Regions from separate parts of the Sus scrofa genome. Here region 2 is linked to region 1. A link is a contact called in public promoter capture Hi-C data. All regions are on one chromosome and are shown on one strand. Each heading gives the region's core, a stretch centred on a gene start, on an enhancer-like site or on the middle of the called end of the contact. The rest is flanking DNA. Distances are from core to core; before and after follow the strand shown.

Region 1 (7,465 bases), core at 3,540-6,039:
GACCTTCCTTCTGCCTCACGCTCAATCATTCGGAACGCAGCCCAAGTGAGCTTCCTCAAGGAAGCCTTTTCAGACCTTCCAGTCTTAAGTTTTGTTCCTCATCAAATGCCCAGAGACCCATGTTCCTTTTCTTCAGTGCCCTCTTGTGGTAAAAAGTCATCGTGGCACTTAAGGGGCTGTTTGTCTCCACCACCAGACCCTGACCTACCCACGGAGTCCCAGCATTCAGCACACTGTGTGGCACACAGTGGAGATTCAGTGAAGTATTTGCAGAGTTAATGAATGAATGAGGACCAGGTTGCCCAGGGGAATTCAGGACAAAGAACAGACGATAAGGCGCAGTCCCTATCGAAATGAGATTCAGAAGAGACAGCCAGCAACCCCAACCGGCCTGCTTCTAGGGACAAAGGGCAGGATCAGAACCCTGTTAAAAGAACACAGCTATAGATAAACCTTAGATACCTAAGAGGCCCCAGCTAGTTGGTCCCAAGATGTAGTTATGTTACTAATTACTGCCAGCTCCTTTCTCACTGGCTCATTTGGTGGGAGTGGGAGCAGAGGCTACTAGGATAGGCATCATCTAACCCGTGCTTCATAAACTAGGGGTGTTTCAGAGGACACTGTCACTCTTGAGATTCCCTGGAGTATCAACTTTACTTTGGAAGATTCTTTTTATTTTATTTATTCATTTATTGTGCTTTTTAGGCCTGCACTCTCGGCATATGGAGTTTCCCAGGCTAGAGGTTGAATTGGAGCTACAGCTGCCAGCCTACACCACAGCCACAGCAAAGCAGGATCCAAGTTGAGTCTGCGACCTACACCACAGCTCACCACAATGCCGGATCCTGAACTCACTGAGCCAGGCCAGGGACTGAACTCGCATCCTCATGGATTCTAGTGGGGTTCATTAACCGCTGAGCCATGAAGGGAACTCCAGATTCTTTTAATTTTAAAAGGACACCATGTTATTTCAGAGGTAACACAAAATATCCAAGGAAATTTTGTAAATACATCAAGATTTACACATCATTGCTACCACCCCTACCACCCTGGGATATATAATCCACTCCATGCCCTTAAGTGAACTTTGGCGGGCAAGTTCCCCAGCACAGATGGGCCAGCACTGAAAAGGGACATTCCACTATGTCCCAAGTTCTATCACCTTGCAATAATTAAGCATAGATTCGTATTACTACGCAGCTTGAGGATATAATCACCTGTGGTATGAAACTCAATGTCACAGAAATTAGTCTCAAGCATAACCTAGGACACAATCTTGAAGGGTCCTCTAGGAGACAGCAATGTTTCTGATAAAACACAAAATACATACTTCTGCTTCCTGCCCTCCACCCCCATGTTAGAAACACCGAAGTAGTTGTGTTGGGCAGCCAGTAGTCACGCAATTTGAGAAGGGAAAGATGTAGAAGCTGTTCTAAATCAAAAGCTAAGGCTGTCTTTAAACTCTGGTTTAGTTTCTCATGCACGTGTTTCATGTACAGCTTGTTCATGGACCAATTGTCCCTGGGTCTGATATGGTGTTTTTCAAAGTACGGCTCATGACTTTTTTCTTTTCTGGCAGCACCCCACTGTATGTGGAAGTTCCTAGGCCAGGGATCAAATCTGAGCCTCAGCTGTGGCCATGCCGGATCCTTAACCCACAGGGCCAGGCTGGAGACTGAACTGGTGCTGCCACAGAGACAAGCCAGATCATTAACCCACTGCACCACAGTGGGAACTCCTGCTCAGGCAGACATTCATGCAGCAGGTCATAAGCAGAACTTTTTAAACAGCATGGAATAAATATTAACTATCAGTAAGTCAGAACAACAAAGACAGAATGTGTAGTATGATCCCATTTTTGTTATAAGACCAAAACATCTATTTGTGTATTTTTATGATCCTGTATAAATTTATTTAAAAATTAGGGATGGATATAATTTAAACACCAGTTACCTCAGGGGATTATGCAGAAAAAAAGTTATTCCAATGAAATTCATCTTCTTAAAGAAGTTTTTTCTAGCTTATCTGGTTTAGATTCCTTTATCAATTTTCTTGCCATCTTGGTACTAAAATTACACATTCTTTGACCTACTCATTCATACTTCCACTGAATAGTCACCGTACCAGCCCTAGGAAACAAAGGTAAATACCACCGATTATCTGCCTGAAAAGAGTGCATCTAGTGGGAAAGACAGATACATATTTAATTAAAAACTAATGTGACATAGGGTAGAGTTATAAAGTCTTAAGGAACAAGTGAAAAATCAACTAGGCAAGAGAGTAGTCAGTAGGATATTAGAGGTAGGGCCCAGTGGCCCTAAACTACCACTCTAAAACCTTGTCGGAGACAAGAAACAGCACCTCCAAAGGGCTCATAGGGCATAAAAAGAGTGAGCCTGGAAAAGGCGGCAGGACCGGGCCACAGAAAGGCATTCTGTGTGCCATGTTAAGACATTTCAGCTGGCCCAAGGATGGTGACTGAAATATTTGAAGGAGAAGAAAAATGTAGCTGATATGTTTTTTTATACTGTGGAGGCTACACAGAGGATGAATTTAAGGAGACAAAACTTGAGACAGGGGGTTAATTTTTTTTATTATAAACACAAACCTTGAAAAAAAAAAAGTCTTTTCTTTGGTAAGTGTTTCATGGCTCTTACTCCATCTCCCCCATCAGTTTATCAGAGATTGGAGTAAAGAGGCTGAGATATCTGGAAAGTTTAGAGTTTGTGAGGATCTACCTGCCCCTCAACCCCACCCAAGGCTCTCCCTCAGCCTTTTAAAAAAATGTCTTTTGTGGAGTTCCCGTCGTGGCTCAGTGGTTAATGAATCCGACTAGGAACCATGAGGTTGCAGGTTCGATCCCTGGCCTTGCTCAGTGGGTTAAGGATCTGGCGTTGCCGTGAGCTGTGGTGGAGGTTGCAGACTCGGGTCGGATCCTGCGTTGCTGTGGCTGTGGCATAGGCCGGCAGCTACAGCTCCGATTTGACCCCTAGCCTGGGAACCTCCATATGCAGTGGGAAGCAGCCTTAGAAAACGCAAAAAGACCAAAAAAAAAAAAAAAACTCTTTTGTGGCACTTAACACATTCTCCCTGCCCTTGCTTTTGACTGTACAGACCCTCCTGTGTGAAAACTAACTATACCATGAGATTCTTTGTTTTTTTAAGTGGCCACGCCCACAGCATATGCAAGAGATTGAATTCAAGCTGCAGCTGCAACCTACGCTGCAGCTGCGGCAAAACCGCATCCTTTAACTCACTGCACCTGGCTGGGGGCCTAACCTGGCCTCAGCAGCGACCTGAGCTGCTACAGTTGGATTCTTAGCTCACTGCAGCACAGCAGAACTCCCCAGATTCTTTTTACAATTCCACATACTTAGTACAATGTCTTTGTAAAAAATGTCACTTAAATTAACTCTCAGATCTAAATTTATAATCTTAACCACTCTCCTGAGTGCCAGACATTTCCAATTGCTCAGTAAATATCTCTACCCAAAAGGTCCTATAAGAGTCTGAAACTTAACCGAATCCAAACGGATCTTGCTGTAGCACCCAGCCACTCCCATTACGTTTCCATTTCACATTTAGGTTATTTATCCCAACCCTGAATCATCTCTGTTCTCTCCTTTATCTGACATAAACACTCAGCTGCTAAACGCTGCATACGTATCTCTCTTCTCTTTGTCTCTCCCGTTTCCGGTGTCGTAGTTCAAGCTCTGAAATGCTTCTCTGCCTCTCCCTACGCCCCACCAAACCTAACAGCTGTCAGGATTACTGTACTAAAGCAGAGATGTGATCACTGTCATTTTCCACCTTCAAGTAGCTGGAAACTTCACAAAAACAAGGATCATGCCCAGCTTTACCCACTGCTGTATCCCATAGCCCAGGGCCCCCAATATGTACTGGCCCTCAATGATTTACTTAATGAATGCTCCTGGTGAAAAGTCTTCAGCGAGGCTCTACTCTATACACAGTAAAATTAACCTCATCAAGACATTCGAGTCCCAAGTTACCCTTCCAATCCTAGCTCTCACACTGTCCCATACTTGTAAATGCCTGATACAAGTATGCTTATTCCTTTAGTTTCTGTCGCATTTTCCCTCTCTTGTTCTACCCATGCTGAATGGATTACCGTACTTGTCAGGTAATAGAACTTGTTTCTCTTCCCGCTATTTATGCCGTCAGTTTCCCCACCAGATGGGGATGACAGCAGAGCAGGGACCTGGCCTGTATTCCTAGGCCGGTGCCGGGCAAACCAGGGTCGAACCAGGGTCGTTCAGTAACTGCGATATGAACGCACGAATTAGCGAATAAACGGGTGCCTCGAAGCTATCCTCCTCTCCACCGCGGAGACGGGAAAAGGCGGGAGGTGCAGAAGGGATGGAGGGTCAGCTAGGGACTGGCCTTCTGGGGTTTTTTTGGTAGCTCTGCCTCCTTTTATCTTTTTATTCAATACAACGCATGCTGGGAAAAGCATAAATCATAATGCAGCTCGTGAATTTCCACAAATAAGCACACCCGTGAAGCCAGCACCCAAACCGCGATCCTGAACATTATTAGCACCCAGAAACCTCCCCGCGCCCTCTTCCATAGGGTGCACTTTCAACCCGCAAAGAGCCGGAGAGCTCACATCCTGGGCCCTCCGGCGGCGGTGGGCGACGCCTGAGGATTGCAAGGCCAAAGATCCAGGAAAAGTCTTACCCACGAACTTGAACCGGCTCATGACTGCAGCCCTGGCTCCTCCCCGGCGGAAGCGGAAGTGGCCGCCGCTCGCCCCGCCCTTCCGGGGAAGCCCCACCCCTCGTTTTCCGGCAGCGCCCGCGGCCGCTGAAGGTGAGCGGGCCGTCATGGCTTTCTCGGCGCCGGCGGCCTACCTGACCCACCAGCAGAAGGTGCTGCGGCTTTATAAGCGGGCGCTGCGCCACCTGGAGTCGTGGTGCGTCCACAGGTGAGAGAGGGGGACCCACGGCGCGGGGAGGTGAGGCGGAGGCCTCCACGGAGGCCGAAAGGCCCTAGTGACCCGGGGGGAGGGGAGAGAGGTGTCAAGGACTTCGGGAACGGGGTGGAAGGCGACGTCTCGACCCACAGAGCCCCCGCGTAGACCCGGGTTCGAATGCAGACTTCGTCGCCCGCAGGTGCGCGAGACCTTGAAGAATTGCTTATTTGGCCCAGGCCTCACTTTTCTGATCAGGAAAATGGACACAGGACCCAGTGTCGAGGGTGGCATGTCGATTAAGAAAGTGCCTCCGGCGTTCACTAAGTAATAGTTTTCTTCATGACCTTCTCGTTCCTAATATTAGCAGTAATAATCTATGCATATTTTCTCTTGTCCTCACAACTCTGGGAGTTAGGGATTATTTGGCCTTATTTTATAGATGAGGAGAGAGAAGCTAGAGAGTAATTTGTTCAAGGCCCTGAATCTGGTAAGTGGCCAGCCAGGATTAAAACTCAGGTGTCTTAACCACAAAGCATCATTATCCTTCCCATCAGCTTTTCTTGTTTTAGCTTCATCCATTCCTTTTTATTATCTTCACATTGCATGAATTCTCATCATCTCTCTCTCTTCATCTAAGATTAGTCATAGAACATATTCATAAAACATACAGATTTTTGTGACCTACACGCAATGCATGGTGGGGTGACAACCCAAAATGTGTGAATGCCAGACCTCCACTCCCTTAGCCAAATCCTAAAACCTTGTCCCACAAAGAAGGGCCTTTGAGAAAAACCTCTAAACAATGAGAAACTGAGTACATCTGGAAGAGTTGTGGAAAGGATCCTTGATTGCATATATGGGCTTATTGTAAAGTCATTGACCTACTTCTCTTTGCTAAGTAGGAAGATGGCCAGGTTCAAGGTTGTAAGATTAATTACTTCCCTAATTTCTCCTTATTCATTCATCTGACAGAATTTGCATTCCAGGTGTATGCTGACTGATGCATAAATAAGCCTATAAGGCTTCTTTCTCATCTGTAGCAACTAGTGGATAAATGGGGAAGATGGACCTATAAACAAATAGATAACATGGAGAATTATCAGTTATATAAAAAGGAAGGAAGTTGAGCCGTCAAGAATTCTACATATAGAGTTCCCATCGTGGCTCGGTGGTTAACGAATCCGACTAGGAACCATGAAGTTGTGGGTTCGATCCCTGGCCTTGCTCAGTGGGTTAAGGATCCAGCATTGCTGTGAGCTGTGGTGTAGGTTACAGACTCGGCTTGGATCCTGCTTTGCTGTGGCTCTGGAGTATGCCAGTGGCTACAGCTCCAATTCGACCCCTAGCCAGAGAACCTCCATATGCCACGGGGGTGGCCCAAGAAATGGCAAAAAGACAAAAAAAAAAAAAAAAGAATTTTAATCTGAGGGAGTTCCTGTTGTGGCTCAGTGGGTTACCAACCCGACTAGTATCCAAGAGGATGCAGGTTTGATCCCTGGCCTCTCTCAGTGGGTTAAAGGGTTCAGCGTTCCTGCGGCTGTGGCATAGGCCGACAGTCCCAGTTCCCATCCAACCCCTAGCCTGGGAACTTCCACATGCCACAGGTGTGGCCCTTAAAAAAAAAAAATTTCTACATCTTAGAAAAAGTTCAGTCTTAAGAAGAAAGGATAAAGTAGTAACTATGATAAAACTAATTTAGCATTTCTTTAAGTCTCATTAAAATCTTTTCTCCAGTACTTGATTGATTTTTTTTTTCTTCCATTTGCCCTCAAAGTGCTGTTTGTTCTGCATGGGTCCGTCCTAGTCCCTTGGTTATTGCTATGTAAAGTTTGGGTAACCCATCTAACACTGGGACTTTGTTACACCTAGCCTCATTTGTCGCTAGAGCTGTATTTCCAGCTGTTAAATTACCTACAGTTCTCTGAAACGGAACCTGTTCTCTTTTCACTACCTCATTTTGGTTCTTCTCCCAAATTCCCTGGCTCAGCTAATGGTATTCCTAGTGATCATTCAGCTTTAAGTCTTAGCATTATTTTCAAGAACTCCCTACTAAACCACTATGCCAACGACATACATACTTGTTTGCCACGTACAATTGGATGTGGTTTTTGTAAATTCTCTTCCCAATATAATAATATTAGTAGCTGACACTGGGCCCTGGGGTGTACCAAGCACTGTCTGAAGTGTGTTTATATGTTTTACCTTCTCAAGTCTTTAGGGCAACCCTAAGGTATCGATAAGGTCATGGAGGAGGAGGAACCCATGGCCTAATTACTTTAATTTACCCTAGATTACACAGCAAGTAACTGCTGAGCTAAGATTTAGCCCTAAGCAATCTGACCTGATAGCCCACTCTAATAGCTTTGTAGTCTAAGTGCTTCTCTCCTGTCACCATCCATCACTATTGCCTGCTTTAGGCCGTTGTCATCTGAGGCCTGGAATACTATCAAAACCCCAGAAATGATCTCTGCCCGTGGTTTCTTCTAGAAACTGACACTTGCCTAAGGTGTCGGTCAGAATTCAAACCCAGGT
Region 2 (7,465 bases), core at 1,468-3,967, 990 kb before region 1:
CACCAGCACAGGCACTTTATGTTTTCAGCCTTAGCATATTTTCAAACCATCTGGCATCAATGCCTTTCTGGTTCACCCAGCCTAATCTGTTCAGAATTGAATATAAAACTAGACCTACGTGCACTTTGGGGAAACCAAAGAACAGCATACATGAATAATAATGTTCCAAACAGCAGCTCTAAACTAGTTTATACTTGAAATGTGTTTTTTAAAATATTTCTATTGAAGACATTAAAGCTCTTTTTAAAAATACTAGAATGGTTCAAGAAATCTGTATGAGTCATAGCTGTCATGGGTTACCCAAATCTCACTTTCTTTTTTTCTTATTTTAATCTGATCACTAAATAAACCATTTGAAAAGATCCTTCCACAAAAGTCATTGATAAAAATGCTACCATTTCTATACTGAAAGGATCCAAAGTTTTACATCTTATTTTTCCCAAAATTAGTCTGCTTAGCCCTAAAACACTTAGAGTACGGAGGGAAAAACTAAGAGGGAAAAATATTCACGAAAGCCTTTTTTCTTTTATATCCTGTTACAGCATTATTGTTCTTGGCAGCTCTCACATTTCTTTTGCTTAAAAATCAAGAGTCAGAATTGCTACTTAAGAAATTGTTTAAAAAGCTATCGATATTCTAGGGCCAATATCCCTGTTAAAACCAAATCTGCTCATCCTCACTGCTGGCATAAAAAACAAACGACTTTTTCAGGATAATTTTTTAGAAGCAGGGATAATTCACGTAGCACCATATAACACAAGTTAAAGCTTCCAGACAAAGGCTGAGAAACAAGGACCAAGATCAGCAAATCTTAAGGTTAATTCATGTAGGTCATGTACACACATACACTCCAACCCAGTGAATAGTCACAATTCCTGGGAGAAAGCTGCTTCTTCCTCCCTAACTGTGAACCACTCTATTTCCCAATCTTGTGATTTTCCCTTTTCTGCCCTCCTCTTACTCTCCAAGACAATTGCATCTTCCTTTCAAGTTACATGGAATCCCAACCTAATCACATTATAAATTCTCAGTTACCTTTCCTGACATTTCCCCCCACCCCCCGCAAAGATTAGCCTCTTCGCACGTTTTTCTTTAGAGCTGGGGTGAAATGATAGAAAAGCGCTGTGGAATTCCCGCTCTTCCCAGTCTCTTCCCCCATCCCTCCTCTATCCATCCCCTTTCCCGCTTCCTAATTCTTCTACCCCAGGGCCAGGGAGCTTGATCCTAAACTAAGGATATCAAAGGGAACCTTTTTTTTCTCCCGGGTTTTGCATTTTCTTTGCTGTTACCCACGGAGGGGAGAGCTGGGATGTCGAATTGAAACAAAGAATTTCAAGTCCCTTTCCCTAGAACTTTGGAGTAAACACACACACGGAAAGGGCATCAGCCAGGGCTCTTCTTTCCTACCATGAGACCCCCTTCCTCTCACAGCTCCCTCCTAGCCCTTCACTCCTCGGAAAGATCTGGAAACCGTTCCCTTTAGGCCCTAAGGCTTGGAGCGGTCCCCAGTCAGCCTCCTCATCTTCCTCCTTAAAGGGACAGATAATATTTACATTTTCTTGAATCAACTTCTCCCAAAGTTCCAGGGCTTCTTCAAAACCTTATATAGTTCTTAAGGTCTCAACTCTGAGACTCGCCCCGAAATGGGTGCCCAGCCTCTCCTGAAGTGGAGGTACAGCCTTTCCCAGACGGGTTTCTCCGAGCTCCAACCGCAATGCCAGTGCGCTCAGCTCCAGCAAGAGATGACTCCCCAGACTCTCAGGGAGACCGAGTCCCCACGAGGCCACACGCCCCCGCAGGGCAGGGCCCGGCTCCCGATCTCCTCCCCAGGGACCCTCGACATTGCTGGTGCGCTCCGTCCCTGCGGCCCCCGCCCCCCCCCTTCTAAGGGAGACCCGGTCCTCACTCCCTTCAATAATCTCAAGTTGCTCGGTCCTCTCGTAGCCGCGGGGGAGGAGAGGGGTGCTGAGATTTCCCCGTACAAGCCCACCCTCAGCCCCTTCCGCGGCCGCAGAGACCCGAGAACGCAAAAGAGGCTCAGGGTCTGTCCCCCGTCGGCGATCCGGCCCAGGCAGGCCAGGTCCCTCCCCCTCGGAAGCCCCGAGCCGGTCAGCCTGGCCACTCGCGGCGCGGAGCGCGCTCAGCCCCCCGGGGTCTCTGCCCTCGGGCCGCCCTCGTCCAACCAGCCCGCGCGCCGCGCGCCTTCCCGGCCCGCCGCACTGGCCGCGGGCTCTGCGCCGCGGGTTCCTACCCGCAGCCCCGGATGCCCGGGGCCGCTCGTCGCGAAGCCCGCTCGCACCGCTACCTGCAGGGGCCGCCGCGCCTCTCAGCGCCCCGCCGCCGCCATCTTGCATTTCAAACCGGCTGCACTTTTCAAGGAGTCAACTCTGACCTGTGAACCCTACACCCGGAACCGCTCGGCGGTCCGGCTCACGGCTTCAGCAGATCCGCAGACTCGGTGGAACGTAAAGTCTGGGGTGGGGGTGCTAGGCCAGGCGCGCGCCCCAGCGGCCGACCCGGGGCGAGAGCGGGGGAGGGGAAGAGCCGGCCGAGGCGGGGCCCTCCCGCGCGCGCGCGCCCTCCGCGCGCCCCCACCCCGCTCTGCGCCACGCTTTCCACTCGCAGACCCTGCTTCTCCCCTGGGGTTCGACCCTGGCCTCCACCCCCGGATTGGCGCAGGGCGAGAGGTAGGGGGCCGCCCCGCCCCTCTGTCAACAGAAGCCCCGCCTTTTCCAAGTCTCGAAGCGGCCACGCCCCTTGCTGGTGTTAGCTCCGCCCGCTATCGGTAGAAGCCTTTTCTTCACTCAGGTCAATCCAGAAGGCAGCCCCGCCTTCTGTCAGTTGTGGCCCCGCCCCCGGGCGCTCCTTCTTCCTAAAGTCACCGCTGGATCCTGAGAAACGCCCCTTGTCATAAGTCCCATTTGGTGGCAGTACTGTCCAAGCCCGCCCCTTTCGTCGGGAGCCCCTCCTACTGTCAATAGAAGTCGGGTCTTTCTGAAACCCTTCGGGATTCTAGCCCGAAGCTCCACCCCCTGTCAGCTGCTGCCCTGCCACCTCTTGCCTCCAACTCCAACATCAAAAGCCGTCCCTCCACCCGCTGATACCAAAAGTTCGATCCAACCTCACTTTGAACCGCGGGGCAAGACGGAGCCACCCTTTGCTCCCCGAAAGCCCTCCCTCTCCCCCTCACGAGTCACTCTTGTGGGGGGCTTTCTTTTCAAGCCGTGGTCGTCAAATACTGAACAGCTTCAATGCGAACCAGCCCTGCAAAGGAGGCCGGCTAAGGACCCAGGCTTTGGGAAAAACTACCCTCCCCATTTCTCTTCGTCCCTTCTCCCCTCCCCACATCATTTTTTACAAGGAAAAAAGTACAGACCAAAGCAAAGGGAAACAAATCACCTTCCAGGCTACTCTTCACAGAATCTCCGGCCAGGACCTGTGGGAACTTTCCGGCGCCTTGATGTTCGTTCCCCGCCCCCACCCCGGGCATGGACCCTCTGCGCTTTAACAGCAGCGCTCCACTGAGCCACATTAATCCTAAAACATGCAGTTGCTTAAAGTGAAAGCCTGATGGTTGAAATCAGTGCACATCGGCTTCTTTTATTTGTTTGTTTTATCTTAGAATACTAGAACTTGTGGAAGCAGAAGCAAGCAAAGCTTAATCTTGCAAACATAGGTGCTCAGTCCTGCCATGCTCAACACTCTGTGTATACAACAAAACTTTAACACCACTTTAACTCTCCTGGAATTAAATTCATTGATAATGTAAACTATCTACAAGAAACTACTGTAATGTTCTGATAACATAAAGGTGAAATAAGTGAAAGTAACTTATTCTAAAATATTAAACTAATATCAAAAATACTAATAAAATACATTTTCCACTATGGAAAAACTCTGGCACCAATATAATTACAGTCCAAAACAGCCCCAACAAAATTTCAGCACGCCCCCTAGGGGGCAGTACTGTGCCCACTGAAAACTGCCTAAGATTTATCTCTGAGGAAAGGAAAAGCTTCTGATACAGAAATTCACTTTTTTTGTTCATGCCTTTAACGACTAGGTTTTTGAGCATAAGTGAATTCCAGGTACTGTGGAAGATTCAAAGCTGAGTCAGGCAATATTTCTGTCTTCAAGGAGATTACAGTCTAGTAACCAAGCAAAAAAACATGAGCATGAAAACATCAAGCCGGGGAGTTTCCACTGTGGCTCAAAGGATTACCAACCCGGCTAGTATCCATGAGGATGTGGGGTCGATCCTGGCCTCGTCTCAGTGAGTTAAGGATTCAACGTTGCTATGAGCTGTGGTGTAGGTCGCAGATGCATTCCTATCCCAAGTTGTTGTGGCTGTGGGTAGACCAGCAGCTGTAGCTCTAATGGGACCCCTAGCCTGGGAATTTCATATGCAGCAGGTGCGGCCCTTAAAAAATAAAAATCAAGCAAGGTGAGCAGTCAGAAAGATCAAGGATAGCTAGAGACCCTTTTAAGGGTATGGACTAATGAATATGAGTCTCACTTTCCTCTCTCTCTCCTTTTCTCTTCCTCTCTCATCTCTCCCTTCCTTCCTTTCTTCCTCCCTCCCTCCCTTTTTTTCCTTTTCTCCCACCCATCCTCCTCCTCTTCTTTAGCATCAGTTTATAGTCACCTCCTCTTCTCTTTAAGCTGTCTGCCTGGTTCACTGCCCAATGCCAGCAGCTCAGAGTCCTCCCACTTTAGGGCCATGTCCAGAGGGCAATTCTGTCCAGGAAAACAATTTCAATAGCTCAGTGCTGAGAACAGTGTCCTTAGCTGAATAGCTGCCAATTATTTGGTATCCTTGTACAAAGCAAGAGTGTTATCACTACTCAAAAAAAAAAAAAAGTGGTTGCAGACCTAAGCAATATGAATATATGTTTAGCATAGCAGATTGTGCCAGCCCACATAAATCTGTTTAGAGATCATGTTCACAGAGTAACTTGTTTTTATTAAAATAAACTCATTTGTAAAAATTGTAAATATGACTGATTTCAACAGCTGTGTGGCTCTAGAAGTAAGTTTTTACCCACGGATTGGCACAATTAGAAGAGTCTAGATTTTTTTTTTATGCATATGTTTTGTGATTTGTCATACACAGTCTGGTATGGAAAAACTTGAGTACTGTTAGAGATGAGAAGTTGTCCAGCAGGTTTTCAAAAGCAAAGAATTTTTGCTATTCAGAGCCTCTTCCACCCTTGGAACAGTGAAAAAAATATATTTGTAGGAAATAAAGAGCTTTGAATCAAAGGTTCTAAGCCCTGGTGTCATCTGAAGAGGAATAGACTTCCAATACCACTTTTTGAAGTAGTTTCCTTCTGTTATTATTTTTCCTTTTTCTACTTTTGGTGAAAAAGTCTTCTAAAAACATGAGACCATGAAACACATTGGCCAAAAAGACATCAAACTAAGATACTTTACACTTTTAACTAGAGATCAGTGAACTTGAGAATTTAGCCCTTGTAAAATACTCCCACAATTCTAATGGCTATTTCAGAAGGTGAACAAAAATGTTCCTGCTTAAAGCTAGTCCAGACTGAACAAACTTTCAAAGTCAGTTTAGGTCATTTCCTATTCCTCTTAGTGGCTGCTTTGTGAAAATAATAATGCCATGGATAACAACAGTAAAAAAAATTAATATTTTCATAAATGCCCCTCCCACTCCACCCTCCCCTATTTCTGTATCTAGCATAAGTCTGTATATAAAGGACTAAGGATTATAGACACAAAACAAGAAAAACAGGAAAAATTGATTTCCCAGTATTTATTCAAGTAATAATATGTTGATACACTTAAAAAAAATCATGGTGTCATCTGGGTTGGTTCATTCATTGGTGAGTACTCTATTTCCACCATAAAGTTAGGGGCTATGTCAGCAGTACTTCTGAACAAAAAATGCACCTTTTTGGACCTAAAATCTTAGGATGCAACCCCATGGGATCACCCAGCTAGAAAGCAATACTAGAGTGAGAAAACACAATGCTTCCCTATGTTTTAAAGTCTTATCAGAGGAACTTTAATATGAATGAAAAGTATTGGGAAACTTTTTTAAAAAATGTAAATTCTCAGAGTTTCCGTCATAGCTCAGTGGTTAATGAACCCGACTAGTATCCCTGAGGGACTCAGGTTCGATCCCTGGCCTTGCTCAGTGGGTTAAGGATCCGGTGTTGCCATGAGCTTCGCTTTGGTCACAGACGTATCTCAGATTCGGCATTGCTGTGGCTGTGGCATTGGCCGGTGGCTACAGTTCTGATTCAGCCCCTAGCCTGGGATTCTCCATATGCCACAGGCGTGGCCCCAAAAAGACAGAAGACAAAAAAAATTTTTTTTTTAATTCTCATGAGTTCCCTTGTAGGACAGCAGGTTAAAGATCTGATGTTCTCACTGCAGAGACTTGGGTCGCTGCTGTGGCATGGGTTCCGATCCCCTGGCCCCAGAACTTCTGCATGCCACGAGTGCAGCCAAAAATAAATAAATAAATAAAATGTAAATTCTCTCACCTTGCTCCCCAGAAGGGTCTCACTCAGTGGGTCTGGGATGAGGTCATGAATCTGCATTTGACAGGCAGCTGATGACCCTATGAGAGTGACCTGTAGGCTTCACTTTGAGAAATATTGATCTAGAAAAATGCCTTCATTGGGAACTTACTGCATTCTTGTAAAACTAAGGGTTACAAGCTAGGTAAAAAGTCAATATCTCTAAGAAGAGATATCCATTCCTAGTATTATCAGACAGTTGAACACCAACCCTGAAAGCGAAGTTCTATTTCAGTTATCAAGAACTTTTGGACCCATTGCAAACTTCCATCCTCTGGGAAACCTCATCGCTCACTAAACTCTGGAAATTTTCTATCTTATTTATTTATTTATTTATTTTTCTTTTTACAGCCACACGAGCATCATATGGAAATTCTTGGGCTGGGGTCCAATCAGAGCTGCAGCTGCTAGCCTACACCACAGCCACAGCAATGCTGGATCCAAGCCACATCTGTGACCGACGTGTGCCACAGTTTCTGGCAATTCTGGATCCTTAACCCACTGAGCGAGGCCAGGGATCAAACCGGCACCCTCATGGACACTGTGTTGGGTTCTTAACATGCTGAGCCACAACAGGAACTCCTGGACACTTCAGATGTATGATCTCATTTTACTTTCCTGGTGTCTCTGTGAAGTAGTTGGTATTGTTTGCAGTTAACATAATGAGGAAGCTGAGGTTTGAAGTTAACCTGCCCAATCAGTTGCCCAGAAACCTGTGGCAAAAACTGGGTTTTGAATTCACCCAGACCAATTCTACAATCTAATGAAGATGCTACACTTGCAGTGTCTCAGAAAGAAGATATGGATTGGCCAAGCTACAGGATGCACAGGATTCGAGAGCATTCACTGGTGTGGAAGTCAGATGGTCTTCTGTTCCCAGCCCAGACTCTCAGCTTCAGCAATTGTTGCTGCATAAC

Evidence for each region. Promoter capture Hi-C pulls out the DNA fragments that hold promoters and counts their contacts.
Region 2: a promoter capture Hi-C map of liver shows a contact between it and region 1, with 4 times the contacts expected there. The contact joins the promoter of ZHX1 here to the promoter of NDUFB9 in region 1. A contact is called at or near these places in 1 of 5 promoter capture datasets (liver) and 1 of 47 Hi-C or Micro-C datasets (liver).

Annotation. Positions count from the first base shown.
Region 1 is chr4:15,110,605-15,118,069 of Sscrofa11.1, reverse strand. NDUFB9 (NADH dehydrogenase [ubiquinone] 1 beta subcomplex subunit 9) reads left to right here and starts at 4,789. Exons shown (of 4, transcript XM_013996497.1): 1 at 4,789-4,945. The coding sequence starts at 4,845. It overlaps TATDN1 (TatD DNase domain containing 1), which reads right to left and starts at 4,724. Exons shown (of 12, transcript NM_001244525.1): 1 at 4,699-4,724. The coding sequence starts at 4,720.
Region 2 is chr4:16,096,032-16,103,496 of Sscrofa11.1, reverse strand. It overlaps ZHX1 (zinc fingers and homeoboxes protein 1), which reads right to left and starts at 2,717. Exons shown (of 4, transcript XM_013996503.2): 1 at 2,306-2,717.